Regions from separate parts of the Mus musculus genome. Here region 1 is linked to region 2. A link is a contact called in public ChIA-PET data. All regions are on one chromosome and are shown on one strand. Each heading gives the region's core, a stretch centred on a gene start, on an enhancer-like site or on the middle of the called end of the contact. The rest is flanking DNA. Distances are from core to core; before and after follow the strand shown. Region 1 holds the start of Gfi1 (growth factor independent 1 transcription repressor). Region 2 overlaps Dipk1a (divergent protein kinase domain 1A).

What was found. ChIA-PET counts read pairs in DNA pulled down with a chosen protein or histone mark.
Region 1: a contact with region 2 is called in an RNA polymerase II ChIA-PET map of memory CD8 T cells, with 164 read pairs. The contact joins the promoter of Gfi1 here to the enhancer-like site in region 2. A contact is called at or near these places in 2 of 484 Hi-C or Micro-C datasets (B cells and Th1 cells), 3 of 115 datasets of contacts at active chromatin or transcription factors (the SCID.adh cell line, memory CD8 T cells and pancreatic cancer cells) and 1 of 9 other capture datasets (liver).

The regions. Positions count from the first base shown.
Region 1 is chr5:107,722,900-107,725,599 of GRCm38.p6, reverse strand. It overlaps Gfi1 (growth factor independent 1 transcription repressor), which reads left to right and starts at 1,257. Exons shown (of 6, transcript NM_010278.2): 1 at 1,257-1,876; 2 at 2,192-2,377. The coding sequence starts at 1,762. RefSeq lists a promoter at 1,238-1,626.
Region 2 is chr5:107,959,794-107,962,493 of GRCm38.p6, reverse strand. The region is part of intron 1 of Dipk1a (divergent protein kinase domain 1A); the gene reads left to right. Among named protein-coding and RNA genes, the nearest start is that of Dipk1a, 26 kb to the left of the region's middle. Within about 2 kb of position 1,378, at least 156 of the 459 cell types and tissues checked have an H3K27ac peak or open chromatin away from gene starts, as enhancers often do. A contact at or near this core is called in B cells, the SCID.adh cell line, Th1 cells and 3 more, where this site is marked.

The DNA of each region.
Region 1 (2,700 bases), core at 8-2,507, 240 kb after region 2:
CGTGCCGCCCCGCCCCCTGGACGCCAGCTGCAGCACGAGGTTGCCTTCCCACGCGCTGGGCCTCCTTGCCATCCCCTTACCCCTCCTACCCGGAACCCAGCAAAGCCCTCCGAAGCGTAGGTTTGTGGCCTGGGCGAGGACGCCACCTCTGTGTCTACCCTGTCCCGCGTGGTGCTGACGCGCAGACCCAGCGCGGGACCAGACAGCCCTGCTTCCCACGGGTCCCGTTCTTGGCTATCGCAGGACCGAACCTCATCGAGGCCTCCAGAACTCTTGCCCTGTTTTCTTGCTCTTCATGCTTGCTTTAAGAATTGTCCTCTGGTTGGAGCGTCTGGCTGTACAGACAGGGAGTGCGGGAAAATTAAAGCGCCGGAGCCTGGGTTCTGGGAGCCAAACCCGACCAAGGCGTGTGACTATACATTATGACTGGGAATCTGAAGCAGGAGTCCTTGGGCTCCTTTTAAGTGGGTACAACAGGGTGTGTTCTGTACGCGCTCCTGGGGGGGGGTGGCGAAGAGGCTCGGGTTCCTCAGTCTGAACTGCACGAAGCCCAAAGACCCGGGGCGTGCGCCGGCCTGTGCCCCAGTCTTTGAGCCCGCCGCCGCCGTTCAGCCTCTATTGCCTTGGACCTTGGAGGCAGGCGGATTCGTTTCACCCTAGGCCTCCCTAGGGTCGCCCCCGGAGCGGGCCAGGAGCTGGGACGCAGTCTCAGCCCCGCCTCCTGCAGGGCTCAGGTTTCGACCCGAGATTAGGTGAACTGATTGGGGGTTAAAGAGAGCGACGCCAGCTCTCGGTCATGCTCAGGGACCCTGGCCTCCTGGCCAGGCCTTCTGGCCACTGCTCACTCGTGCGCGCTCCGGTTTCATCTTGCTGGCCCGCGAAGTCGTTGGCACTCATTAAATTTGGGCACCGCGTGTTTGCCAGTAAGCACGCAGTTTAAACTCAACTTCCCTAGGACAAGATTTTTGGTGAGCAGATCAGAAAATAATTCTTTCTGGGACTTAGTTTCTGAAGCAAGGCCTACAGGTCTGGAATGTTTCTCAGTGGTCGCCGTCCTGGCCGGTGCCACACCACTATTCCAGTGGGCGTTTCTCCTGGGACAAGTGTTGGTCCTTTGCCACTCCCACCTCACTTTCCTGTGCCTCTGGCTTCCTGACTTCTGCTCCAGCCACTGCAGCACATAGTCCCTAGGCAAACCAGTCCCTAGTACGCCCCTCTTTCGCTTCTGTTCGTCGCGGGGCTCCTGGAGGTTTTGGCTCCAAGCCCCTTCCGGGTCCCAAACACTGATGCCCCCTGACTGGCTAAACTAAGCCACGCATCCCTGGCGTGAGCCACAACCCAGAAGGGAGCAGGTGGGCTTGCAGGGTTGACTTGGGATAACGGACCAGTTGTGGACTACTGCTCTCAGGAGAGTGATGATCTAGCTTTGGTAGGGAAGGGGAGGGGCTGAGGCGTGGGCAGGGCAGAGCAAAGGGACCAGAGCCAGAGCCTGGGGACAGGTTTTACCACTGAGCTGTTGCAGTGGCGGCGGAGGCCGGGATTCGTGCCACCTGTCCGAGTGCCACCTGGTGAGCGTGGCGCCTGGGTCCAGGCCCCTCCTCCCGCGGCTTCCCTCTCTCCTCCCTGGCCCACACTCTTCCTTGGCCTGGGAACCTACCACAACCGCCATCGGTGCTGACCCTCGTTTCCACCCAATTTTCCCCCTTCTCTCAGAACTCAGAGTATCCGAGGGTCCAAACATTCGTCCAGCGGCTGACCACCATGCCGCGCTCATTCCTGGTCAAGAGCAAGAAGGCGCACAGCTATCACCAGCCGCGTTCTCCGGGGCCGGACTACTCCCTGCGCCTGGAGACCGTGCCTGCGCCGGGCAGAGCAGGTGCGAAGCGCGCAGAGGCCGGGTAGGGCAGCTGCCGAGGACACCGACTCTGCTCCAAGCCACCTCGTTTCCTAGGAATCGGGGGAGGCTATCCTAACGCCCCTCGGGTGCTTTTTTGTTTTTGTTTTTGTTTCCCGGTGCTCAGATTTGCTGAGCTTGCCAGAGATGCCCCTGGCGCTCGCAGTCGGCTCTTGAATTCGGGAGGGAGGGCTCCCGGTTGGGTCAGAGTGGACAGAGGAGGACACGGGCGCCACGGTGGAACCACTTCAGTTCGGCCAGGTTTAGGTTTATTTCTCTCCTGAATCTTTTCCGCAGAGGGCGGCGCTGTGAGTGCAGGCGAGTCGAAAATGGAGCCCCGAGAGCGTTTGTCCCCCGACTCTCAGCTTACCGAGGCTCCCGACAGGGCCTCCGCGTCCCCCAACAGCTGCGAAGGCAGCGTTTGTGACCCCTGCTCCGAGTTCGAGGACTTTTGGAGGCCCCCTTCTCCCTCCGTGTCTCCAGGTAAGCCTTGATTCGAGGTCTTGTGGCAGAGTTCTGGAGTCGCAGCACGGAGGGAAGCCCGCACAAGGGATGCAGAGGGTCGGCCTAGGGATCTGGCTCCTAAGGGAACAGGGTTCAGGGGAGGCATCCAGCTTTTGTGCTGGACACCTTGCCCAAAGTGTCCTCTGCCTCCTTCTAAGTCCCTTAGCTCCAGGCTGGCCCTTAATTCGTTTGCCTGGAACTAACAGGCGAGGTCAAACGAACTGGTCCTTCTCTGGCTGGCATTTCTTTTATGTCCAGAATTCATTGTTTAGAAATTGTCAGATCCCAGAATCCAGGACCCA
Region 2 (2,700 bases), core at 129-2,628:
AAAACTGGCCATACAAGGTCTTACAAAGGTTATACGGAATAGGGAAGAGTCTATGGTTCAAGCCTTTGAGATAACTAAGATGAAAAGTGTTTATTAAAGACGTGAACATTATTTTCTTTTTGGCTACATAAATTAACCCATCCATTGCAGGCTAGGCAAGTCTCAGATGGAAGCACTTTTACTGGTCTTTCAGTACCTTGAGTCTTCTGATGGCAGACTTGAGTTTGACAGTAGAGAGATATTATAGGTCCAGCCCTTGTTTTCTGTCACGGAGCCACAGTGCCCCATGCTATTGGCTCGTCTCCTCATCGTGGTCTTGCCATGGATGGGACAAGTGTACTTGGTGTGCTAGCTGATCTCTCTGCTTCACCATTTGGCAGGCAGTACTGCTTGGTAGACAGGTTTAGCAGTTACTGAGCTGACACCAGGCATCTGTGTGATTGGGGGTAAATGACCTGGGCTTTCTGCTTTAGTTTGCTTGCCAGTAGCATACAGGAACAGGACAGAGTTATGCCCTCTCTTCAGTAAATAATCCTCATTAGTGCTGAGTGTGAGAAGTTAGGCAGGGCAAGTTCGTTGTCAGAAGTCTTTGGGCATGAGGCCGTCTGCACCTGATATCCTTCATCTTGACACTGCTAAGGAACCACAGTCAGCCAGCGATCAATTTCCAACAGCCGCCGTTGTCCGCACATAGCATGCTGGAGGAAAGCCAGAATTTATTTTTGCCAGAAACTCTCTTGGCAAATGGGTTTCCCTAGAGACGGCTGTTTAATTTTGTGGTGTGGCGAATGGTTTGGTGGAAAAGAAGAGGAACGCAGGGTGCTTATTTGTTCCATAACTACCTGTGTCTCAAGACACTCTGAGGGGGAGGGGAGCTGAGGTGGAAAGAAGGGCTGAGAAATCTCACGCTGAAATGCGTTTGAACTATGCATATGCACTTATACAAACTAAAACTTTGCCTACAGCGCATTGCCACATCCTACAGTCTGTGTTGCTGCAATAGCTCCCTCACTAGTTTCTCTGTCCTCGAGTTCCTTTCAAAGCTTCCACACTCACATCTAAAATAACAGTTTTACCAGGCTATGTTCATTCATTCATTTATTTAGGAATCTTACAACTTTTTTATTCTCATTATTGTCAAACATCTAAAGTTAATTAAGCAAACATTGTAAGCATCTAAGTGTAAGTTGCTGTGAAAAGGTAAAAGTGAGTAAGATGTAGCTTCTGAAGGTGTATAATATCAACATTATTGCTACCCTCCCCAGGACCTTTTCCATTTGAAAGTTGGTTCTACTTCACCGCATTCTGCTTAAGCACGCTGGGGTTATGCTGAGGTTATCTCCACACCGCCAGGCTCCGCTCCGCGGGCAGTTTTCAGTCCTAACAGCACGTGGCTTTGCTATAGCTTTGTATATTGCTGACTAGGCTCAGGCATTGGATCACATAGTCCCCATCCCTAGCTGGGATGCTGTCTAGGGAAGTTTAAGAAGTGCCCCCTTGCTGCAGGAAGTTTGTCACTGGCACCGCCTTTGAGAGTGTGTAGTGTTGCTCTGTTCTAGTCCACTTTCTGTTTCTTGCTTGTAGTCGAGATGTGCTCCGTCAGCTTCCTGCTCCTGCCCCCTTGCCCGCCGCCTGCTGCCATGTCTCCCCACCGTGGTGACTCATATCCCTGTGGAGCCATAAGCCCAAATAAACTTCTATCAATTGCTTTGATCATGGTGTTTTATCACACCAACAGAAAGGTAACTAATACATTGACCATGCTTGTCTCCAGAGTTCTTAGGTAAAGAAATTACTCATACTTTCCATTTGTTCTTGGAATTTTTAAAGGAACAAAGCATAGGTTTTTGTCCATCTTTAATTTTGGTCCCTTCCCTATCCTAAATTGGATTCCAGCTTACTATCTGGCCACGGATGGCCTAGAATTCCTAATCCTTCTGGCCCTACAATTTTTGGGATTTTTGGGATTACAGAAATGTGTCGCCGTACCTGGATATTTTAGGTTGTTTTCTGTGTTATTCGTTTCTGTCTTTATTATTTTCTCCTTTTTTTTGGTTTTGTTTTTTGTCTTTTTTTGGCTTGCTGAGCTGTATGTCTTTAAAGATTTATTTATTTTTATTTTGTGCATAGAAGTGTTTTGCCTGAATCTATGTGTGTCTGCATTAACCATGGAGGCCAGAAAAGGGTGTTGGATCCCTATAGCTGGGGTCATAGATGGTTGTGAGCCACATAGTGGTGCTGGGACAGAATTTTTACAAAGTCCTTTTTCAAGAGCAGCCAGTGCTCTTTAGCTCCAAGCCATCTCTCCTGCGCTTTTAATTTTTTGAGAAAGATCTGTATTTGTGTGTGTGTGTCCCCTACACACGTACAGGTGGTGATGGAGGCCAGAGGAGTGCTGGATCTGTGAGACTGGCAGGCGTTATAGAAAATTGTGGGCTGTCTGACAGAGGTGCTGGGAATTGAACCTAGGCCTCTGAAAGAGCAGTTAAGGCTTTTAAAGCTGGGCCATCTCTCCAGCCCTTACCTCTAAATTAAAAAAATTTTTTTTTTTTTTGGCAGCAGTTTAAGATTTAATAGAACCGAGTAAACTGCAGGGTCTGTTACTCTGTATCCCCACAGATTCAGTCTTTCTCACTGTCAGCATGCAGCACAGTAGTGGTTACAGTCCATCAGGTCAGTCAGCCTGCATTGACATCAGGC